Linked DNA regions of Oryctolagus cuniculus: region 1 is linked to region 2. Evidence: chromatin contacts called from public Hi-C data. All regions are on one chromosome and are shown on one strand. The core of a region is the stretch at or near the end of the contact, and the rest is flanking DNA. Distances in the headings are between cores, read along the strand shown. Region 1 overlaps CDH20 (cadherin 20). Region 2 overlaps RNF152 (ring finger protein 152).

The links. Hi-C and Micro-C count contacts between places; a contact is called where the count stands out from the background.
Region 1: a contact with region 2 is called in a Hi-C map of an unstated tissue, with 4 times the contacts expected there. The contact joins two enhancer-like sites. A contact is called at or near these places in 2 of 6 Hi-C or Micro-C datasets (ear pinna and an unstated tissue).

What each region holds. Positions count from the first base shown.
Region 1 is chr10:16,986,526-16,991,686 of mOryCun1.1, forward strand. CDH20 (cadherin 20) reads right to left here. Exons shown (of 13, transcript XM_051851166.2): 11 at 4,017-4,134. All of the region lies in intron 3 of LOC103349393 (a long non-coding RNA gene), which reads left to right. Among named protein-coding and RNA genes, the nearest start is that of CDH20, 240 kb to the right of the region's middle. Within about 2 kb of position 2,501, at least 1 of the 8 cell types and tissues checked has an H3K27ac peak or open chromatin away from gene starts, as enhancers often do.
Region 2 is chr10:16,646,342-16,650,963 of mOryCun1.1, forward strand. All of the region lies in intron 7 of RNF152 (ring finger protein 152), which reads left to right. Among named protein-coding and RNA genes, the nearest start is that of RNF152, 19 kb to the left of the region's middle. Within about 2 kb of position 3,025, at least 1 of the 8 cell types and tissues checked has an H3K27ac peak or open chromatin away from gene starts, as enhancers often do.

The DNA.
Region 1 (5,161 bases), core at 1,251-3,750, 340 kb after region 2:
GTTTGCTTAATGAACCATGAGCAGGAGTGATTTGTGTTATTTCTGGGGAGAAGCACTTATAAGGTGTGTGGTTCTCTGTGCGCTCTTACTTTGCTGTTGTCACTGAGAAGGAATGTGTGAGGTGGAAATCCAGACAGCCTGGGACACGGAATTACATGTTCAGTCCCTAAGGCCCACGGTGGGCAAGCGTGAGCAAAGAGTTAACTTTAGTCACACTAAGCCACAGAGATGTGGTGGTGTTTGTTCCTGGTTCTTGTAATACAGTACACCCTAATTAACTTTTTTTGTTTCCCCTGGTTCCTCGTGGTAGCAACTATTGTTTATCAAGTGCTCATGTGCCAGCACTTCACTTTAAATGCAGTGTCTCAAACATCACAGCAGTTTGGTGAGATGATAATTTACTCTTTTAGAGTGAGAGAATCAGGCATAGAATGTGTTATTTGCTCAAAGTAACCCATCTAGCAGTAGCAGAGCTGAGATTTGAACTGTGTTCGATCTGACTCTAAAACATGCACTGCTTCCACTGTGCTTTGTATCCAGCTGTTTAGTAACATTAACTGTCAAAAATTATCCAGGTCGTTGTAATCTCTTTTTGCTTCTTATTCTTTTTTCTTCTTATTTTCTTCTCAGTAAAGAAAATATCCCAGGCCAGAGTTGTGTTCCAGTGGGTTAAGGTGATGCCAGCAGTGCCGGCATCCCATATGAGCTGGGTGCTCCACTTCAGATCCAGTTCCCTGACGACGAGCCTGGGAAAGCAGTGGAAGATGGCCCAAGCACTTGGCTGCTGCCGCCCGTGTGGGAGACCCTGATGCAGCTTCTGCTTCCCAGCACTGGCCTGTCACAGCCACAGCCATTCACGCATTTCGGGAGTAAACCAGCAAATGGAAGATCTCTCTCCCTCTCTGTCTCTCCCTCCTCATATCTCTCTCTCTAACTTAGCCTTACAAATAAATAAATAGATTATTTAAAAGATAGCACTATGTTGCCAACCTGAAGGTTATCTTTCTACTGCCATACAACCTATCCACCTTCCACTTTTCTGTTTTCTGGACTTAATAGCGAAGAACTATGAATTCTTCTTTGTAGTTTTAATTTTGTGAAGAAGAAATCAGTTTTTCTCTAAAATCAACTATTTTTATTTTTTAATTTTTGGTTTAATCCCAGCTAGGTCAGAAGACTTTTAGTAAAACCAAAGCAGAATGTCCTAAAAGTATTATGTCTGTTACATGGTATATATTTCTTTTTTCTAAGATTTATTTTATTTATTTGAAAGACAGAATTAGAGAGGTAGATACAGAGAGAGAGGTCTTCCATCCCCTGATTCACTCCCCAGGTGGCTGCAACTGCTGGAGCTGAACTGATCCCAAAACCAGGAGCCAGGAGCTTCTTCCAGGTCTCCTACATGGGTGCAGAGGCCCAAGTACGTGGGCCATCCTCTGCTGCTTTTCCAGGCGTATTAGCAGGAATTGGAAGTGGAGCAATGGATTGGAAGTGGAGCAGCCAGGACTTTAACCGGCACCCATATGGGATGCTGGTGCTGGAAGCTGGGCCTTTATTTCGCTGCACCACAGCACCGGCCCTGGTATATATTTCTTGACCTAAGAATTATTTGAAATTAAAAAGTAAAAAACCCACAACATTCCTTTGTTGAGTCCAGTTCTGAAAGGGGTTCACAAATAGCCATTTGGGAAATTTTTGTTGAATGGGATAATTAGCACTTTAGTAACCCATTTGGAAACAACATTTGTTTCTTTTTTGTTTGTTTTTTAAAGATTTATTTATTTGAAAGGGAGGGGGAGGGGAAGAGAAGAGAGAGGGAGAGGAAGAGGCAAAGGGAGAGGAAGAGAATCTCCTTTTGCGGGTTCACTCAGGTGCCTGGAACTTCATCCAGGTCTCCCATGTGGGTGCAGGGACCCAAGCACTTGGGCCATCATCTGCCCCTGCTTTCCCAGGCACATCAGCAGGGAGCTGGATCAGAAGTGGAGTAGCTGAGACTTGAACCAGTGTTTTGATATAGTATTGATCACATGCTCCACCACAGCACTGGCCCTAGCATTTGTTTCTGAGATGACTGTGTGTGTGTGTGTGTGTGTGTGTGGCTATAACAAAACTCAATTTATAGCCCCAGTCTTACTGCTTATTCACTTGCTGATCTTGGGCCATTTACTTAGTTTTTGCATCCATTACATGGGACATTGAGAATCAGATTAGTAATGTTCTTGAAACAAAATAAATATCAGATAAAACAGAGTATGGGAAAGTGCTTTTGAAACTGTAAAGTACTACATATACATAATCCTTTTCATCTGTTGGGACTAAAAAGTACAAAAGACTTGACTTGAGATAGTGCCCAATGTGTTCATAAAAGGATACCCTATTTCAGGCACAGGAGTGGGAGGTGCTTGATGTAGATTAGATGTCAGATGTCAGCCAGATTTTTAATAAGCCTCAGTAAAGGATACAAGTGGGATAAATTGTCATGAGATTAGGAGTTCCTGCTTTCTGTTGAGGATGTGCTGACTTGTGTTTTGGGAACCATCCAAGAGATGAGTCATTTTTATAGTCACCCTGTTCTAGTGGCCCAGCTTTTCAAAGTATTGGTTTCAAGAATTGGTGCCCAAAGTCATCTTTAAGAAATTTGCAGCATTTCACTGCATACTGTTTCTGTATTGATTCTAACAAATGACAGGGTGCAGGAATAGAGTGACACTCTGCTGAAAATGTGAAGAAACAAAATATAATGTGTAGTTCTCCTTCCCCACCATAGGGTGTCCTTTGTAAAACCAATCCTGATAAGACAAACCACTTTTTGTGGGAAGAGTATCCCTATGAAGAAGATAGCAACTTAAAAATTTTGGCCCAATAGAAATCTCAAGATATTTATAATAATTCATATTATTATAATTCATGTTGCCCTTTTTCCAGAATGAACATACGGATTTTTATGATAACATGTAGAAGGTTGAAAGGACATTTTATAAGAATGCTGTTCATTAAGAAGAAAACAGGTTTGACACTCTTAATTTATAGCAAAAGAATATCCCATGGCATTGAGTTAATACCCTCAAATTAAATTAGCTGATGCCTAAGACTAAGACCAGCCAAGCCTAATCATGATTTTCATTATCCTTTACTTAGATTGTTACAAAGTGACAATATTTTGGAATTGGAGTAAAAAATGAGGCTATTGTAGCCCAGAGAAGTGATAACCTTCCCAAGACCAGATGTCTAGTTGGTCACAGAGTTAACAACAGAAGAGGTTCATTGAATAGATTTAAAATATTTTTAATCGCATTGACCTTTCTTAGAAGCACTTCATCTGGCTAGAGAACAAAAGTCCCTCCTTTTAAAGTCTGTGCCCAGTGAAGAGTGTGTGCCGGGCTATAAACCCTTAACTGATTCGAACGCTTGGTGGAAAAGTAGGGTCTAGAATGCCATTCTGGTAAAGCTGTAGTTGGGAGCACTTTCTTCAGTAGGCACCCCACCTGAGCGTCTATCTAAATTATTCTTAAATAGTACAGTAGTTGCTGTGCTGAAGCTGTTGTTTGTTCTAGATTTACCCTTTGCTGTCTCTAGTACTTAGTCGTTGTTTCCCTTCTGTTCTGTGAGCTTTCTACTGTTTTTCCTTTTGATCCTCATTTAGAAATGTTCCTTCAGGTTTTTCTATTTATCTAGGTCATTTCAGTCATTTCTTGCAGATTCTTCCCATTATTTCAGAACATATAAACACGGCTGCTATGGAATTGAAGGCAGAAGTTTTGCTTCTGTGCCTGGGAAGAGGGTCTGGCACAGGACAAGCATCAATCATCATTTGTCAACTGACTGAATGAAAAGTTTTACAGTCAGCAGAGGGCACTGTTTGTCTTTGATATCCTGAAACAAAACTAGGAATTAGCATTGTCTTTCTTGCGGTTGAAGAGCAGGAGAACTTTGACACTGTTTGCATGGTACAGTAACCAAAAATATCCAGCCCAAGCTATAGAAAAGTAAGGATAGCCAGTTATCCAGCTGATTACCTTGGTTATCCCTTACGGTGAAGTTGGGGTTGTTGGCAGCCTCAGGAGCCAAGCTGTAGTAGAAATGCTGACCATTATGCGGGTCATCTTGGTCCACTGCACTCACTGTCTGGATTAACTGAGAAAGGGACATGAAATCGGGTGAGCTGCAGTACGCGACAAAGCATCAGAACCCAGGGAAATCTCATGACAGGAGGTTTTACCTAAAGAGAATGTCATCGTGAAACTTACCTGGAACTTCTCCATGCCATCCCACAACTCAGGATTTAATTTGGTTTTATTGTCAGGTCTGAGCATGTTATGGCCATAGGACAGATATTACCTAAATATCTCAGATTTTAGATACCAGTATAACTTGTATTTCTACCCTGCTGCCAGCCATGTTCAGGCAATATAAATATGAGACTGAATTAAAGGACTCTGTGGTTCTACATGGTCCAGCTTGTCCCTAATTTTCCTACTTCCATCCCATCTTCTCCCATCTTCCTAACCTCATCATTGGGCAAATATTTCAGGGTAAATTTCTTTCCTTGGAGGAGATGTACAATTTGGGACATGCTCAATCTGTCTTGCCCCAAATGGTAGAGTTAGAAACATGCCAGGGGATTCCAATTCAACTCCATCAAGGTAGCACGTACCAATGCCATCTCACTAGTCCAAGTGATCAATTTCAGTTCACAATTAATCATAATGATAGGTCTAAGAGTCAAAGGGATCACATAAACAAGACTAGTGTCTGCTAATACTAACTGATAGAATTAAAAAGGAGAGAACGATCCAACATGGGAAGTGGGATACACAGCAGACTCATAGAATGGCAGATATCCTAAACAGCACTCTGGCCTCAGAATCAGCCCTTAAGGCATTTGGATCTTGCTGAAGAGCCCATGAGAGTATTTTAGGCATGGAAAGCCAAGACACTCTGGCAAAAAAACAAACCAAAACAAAACAAAACAAAACCCACCTAAATGAAAGATCTCTGCTAGTGAGATCAAGTAGAAAGAAGAGGGCCATCAAAGAAGGAGGTACCTTTCTCTGAAGGGAGGAAAGAACTTCCACTCTGACTATGACCTTGTCTGAATAAGATCGGAGTTGGTGAACTCAAAAGGCTTCCATAGCCTTGGAAAGTCATGACAAGAGCCTAG
Region 2 (4,622 bases), core at 1,775-4,274:
GTGTGCTCAATTCTGTGTTGGTGGGAAGGACTCACATCCACCCCACGGCATGAAGGAGGAGATGTGTTACGACAGGAGAGGAGAAAGGTGCTGGTAGGCAGACGCCGCCGAGGGGAAATGTTTCCCTGCGGTCTTCCCAAATTCCTTTAAGTGGAGCTACTTCCGACTCTGTGCTCCCGTGTTTTCTTCACTTCGCTCCGTAGCCCTTCCTGCACTGCACAGCCGCTCCTCTTCACTTGCTGTTTTCTGTGCTACTTGTGGGATGACGCGCAGGTTCCCTGTCCTCTATTTGCGTAGCGCAGTGTAATGCACATGATAGGTGTTCCCATGAAAGCCTTGCCAAGTAAATAAGCAACTGAATGAAAAGATGAGTTTGAATGTAGGGAAGATGATGGTCAGTACACGCGGTGGTTTTATTTTTATTTTTATTTTTTAAGATTTATTTACTTAGGAGCCAGCACTGTGGCACAGCAGGTTAACGCCTTGGCCTGAAGTACCAGCATCCCACATGGGTGCTGGTTCGAGTCCTGACTGCTCCACTTCTGATCCAGCTCTCTGCTGTGGCCTGGGAAAGCAGTAGAAGATGGCCCAAGCACTTGGGCCCCTGCACCCATGTGGGAGACCCAGAAGAAGCTCCTGGCTCCTGGCTTCGGATTGGTGCAGCTCTGGCCATTGCGGCCAATTGGGGAGTGAACGAGTGGATGGAAGACCACTCTCTCTCTCTGTGCATGTAACTCTGACTTTCAAATAAATAAATAAATCCTTTTTTTTAAAAAAAAAAAAAAGATTTATTTACTTGAAAGTCAGAGTACAGAGAGAAGAGGAGAGGAAGAGAGAGAGAGAGAGAGAGAAAGGAGAGGTCTTCCACCTGCTGGTTCACTCCGCAATCTGCTGCAATGGCCAGAGCTGGGACTTGGGTCATCTTCCACTGCTTTCCCAGGCCATAGCAGAGAGCTGGATCAGAAGTGGAGTAGCTGGGACACGAACCAGTGCCCACATGGGATGCTAGCACTGCAGGTGGCAACTTTACCCACTACGGCACAGTGCCAGGCCCATGTGGTAGTTTTAAATATGCACACGAATTCTGTAACAGTTTTCCCTTCAAAAGTTGGAGACTAACTCCACTATGCTACTCGTAGTGACACACTTTTAACAAACAGAGCAAAGAGGAAATAATGAGATACAAGTCTGGAGTCTGGGACTTCAAAGGCACATAGCTTTCTGCTGTTGTCTGACTGTCTGTCTGTCTGTCTCACTATCTCTCAGTCACATGTTGTGAGAGAATGCAGCTGCCACATTCCAAGGATGTAAGCAGCCCTGGGGAGGAGCTAGGAACGGACAGTCTCCTGCTCAGAGCCACTGAGGGACAGACATCCTGCCAGGGAGTGAACTTGAAAACAGAGCATGGGCTCCCAGTGGAGTCCTCAGACCACCATGCTTCCCCTCACCTCTGTCAACCTCAGCAGAGGCTCTGACCAGAATCACCAAGCCGAGCCACTCCTGGATTCCTCCCCGTCTGGAACTGTGAGAGACAAATGTTGGTTGCCCCTCATCTGATAAATGCAAGGGGAATTTGTTGCACAGCAATAGAAAGCACAAAGCCTGAAGGCTTTACAAAGAAGTGCAAAGAGGGTTACAGGAAGGAGGCCACTACGCATGGGCAGGCGGAACAGGTGGAGGCACAGGGGACACTGGACAGGGCTCATTCAGAGGACGCAGGGAGAAGAGGACTCTTTCAGGAAGAGGAGTGAGGGGATGGAAAAGTCAAGGCCTCATTCAGGGACGTAGAACCAGTCTCTGGAAGTGAGAAGCCAGGGGCAGATGAGAAAGGAAAGGTGGGTGGCACTCGGAAGTCAGGTGCCTGTGTGCTTCCTGTTTCTCGCCCAACCCCCTAAGGACGGCTTTCCTTAGCTTCTGCTCCCTGGACCGCCGCACTTCTTTTATTAAACTCCTTGGTGAATTCATCGACATCCAGGATTTGAAGCAATTTCTACTGGATCGTTTAAGATCCAAGGCAGACCCAACTCCAGTGATCCACTCTCACATCTCCGATTGCTGTGGATCTTCTCTCCCTAGACACGCCACCAGCACCTCCAGTACTTCGCCTCCTGTACTCATCCTTCCCTCCACCCATCCTGCCTTCAATCTCAAGGGCAGGCCTGCTACCCACTCACCACCTCACTGGTTTTCCTATGGGTCACTAATCTGGGTATGGTTGTGGGAATCCAAGAGGTATAAACAATCTCATGGACTGTTTCCAAGGACACAATTTAGGAAGTTGCTGGAACAATGCAGAGGAAGCATTGTCCATATGGCAATCTTTAGAGTTAGCCATTCCCTGACCTCCAACCAAGAATACATGTTCCTCGTCCACATATGCACACTGCTTGGCGTCTGTGGGTTAAAGCAGCAACTTTCCTTTTTTTTTTTTTTTTAAGATTTATTTATTTATTTGAGAGGTAGAGTTACAGACAGAGAGAAAGAGACAGACAGAAAGGTCTTCCATCCATTGGTTCACTTCCCAAATGGATGCAACAGCTGGAGCTGAGCCAATCCAAAGCCAGGAGCTGGGAGCTTCTTCCAGGCTCCCTCCCATGCAGGTGCAGAGGCCAAAGCACTTTGGCCCTTCTTCCACTGCTTTCCCAGGCCACAGAGGAGAGCTGGATCAGAAGAGGAGCAGCCGGGACACGAACCAGCCATGATAGGGGATGCTGGTGCTGCAGGCGGAGGCTGAGCCGCTTACGCCACAGCGCTGGCCCGGAAACTTTCCTTTTCTTCCAACCCTGAATGCGTCTGTTCCTAGGTGGGTGTGCATCCGTTCTGGCCTGGTGAGATGAGCTTGGAGAGAAGGTTAGTCCCTCGGGCTAAACACTTGTCATCACTTTGGCATCTCTCTGCAACTCCTTGTCAAGTCTCATCAACTCTGCCTCCCCTTTGTCTCTTGTCTTCAGGCCCTGCCTTATGGCCAGGCCATGCTGCAGTCCAGAAGTGCCCAACCAGGTTGCAAATTAGAATTCCCAGGGAGCTTTGAAAAACTCCCTTGCCTGAGCCTCGCCCATGACCAATTAAATCAGACTATCTGGGGTGGAGCCTGGACACCTCATTGTTTGAAAGTTCATCCAGCAGCACACACATGTCTTCAGGGTGAGGAGGGAAAGCTTTGCTTGTGCTGACCTGGCTAGCCAGGCTCTTTAATTACTCCCGCCTGGGGAACCATTCACACTTTCTGCGAATCAATTTGCAATTCTATAAAGTGTGAGACTTTCCAAGCAGGAACAATTGAAAAGGCATGATAAACATAAAGAAGTAGGTGCTATTGCGGAACTGGTCGCACTCTGCTACAGTAAGGCCACCATTCTAACTCTAGTCCTAATCCCCTTTCCGGGGACCAGAGCAACGGCTTTCTCCTTGCACTCCTCACTTCTGACTTCTCTGCTCACCAGTTTATCCTGCATCCGCTTTTCGGAAGAACCCTTTGGCTCAGAAACATTCCTGTTTTTCATTTCTCCCAAATTAAGTCCACTACCCCCAAACTAAGGCCATTATTCGCAAATCAAAACCTGAGCTACTTGTCCAATCTATCCTCTCTTTCCTAAATATGACCCACATGCATCCAACCACCAGCCAGCTAGCCAGCAAACATCTGAGTTCCTACCAGACAACTACAGCATGCTAGAACTGTGTGTGTGTGTGGGGGGGGGTGAATTAGAGGTGCAAGAACCAAGAGGCTGACAGCTTGGAAGCTCACAGAAATGATTAGTTTTAGTTGAATCTAACTCCTGATATTGTCTGTACTTTTCCCATCTCTCTCTCTGGATTTTCTAATGCAAAGGTGTGCACAATGCACATTGGTCCTTAAATGGTTCTTGAAAAACTTTAAGAGATGAATGAACATAACATCATCACTGACTGGTGTCCCAGGCTTCTGAAGACTACAGTAGTTGGCAGGGCTGACTTCATGGGCACCCCATAGGACAGGAGAAAATACTTGCAAATCTGATGAGAGATGAAAATTCAGAATATATGAAGATTGACAAAAACTCAACAACTTAAATCAAACAACTCAATTCAAAAATGGGCAAGGGACTCGAAGGAACATTTCTCCAAAGAAGATATATAAATGACCAAAATATATGAAAAGATGTTCAATATCATCAATCAATAGTGAAATGCAAATCAAAAATACAATGAGACGCCACTGCACATCCATTTGGGTGATTTTTATTTTAAGAAACCAGAAAACAACCAGTGTTTGCCAGCATGTGGAGAACAGGAGGGCTTGTGCACTCTTGGTAGGAATGCAAAATGGTCTCACTGCTGTAGAAAGCAGTACGCCAGGTCCTCAAAGATTTAAAAGTAGAATTCCCACTTCTGGGGGTACACCCAAAAGAATCGAAAGCAGGAATTTGAACAGATACTCTACATCTATGTTCAAAGCAGCCTTATTCACAGTAGGCAAAAGGTGGAAACAAGCTAAATGTCCATCAATGGATGAATGGATAAACAAAATGTGGTGTACATACACAATGGAATATCATTCAGTCCTAAAAGGAAGGGAATTATTTTGTATGCTTCAACATGGATGGATCTTGCAGGCATTAGACTAAGTGAGGTGAGCCAGA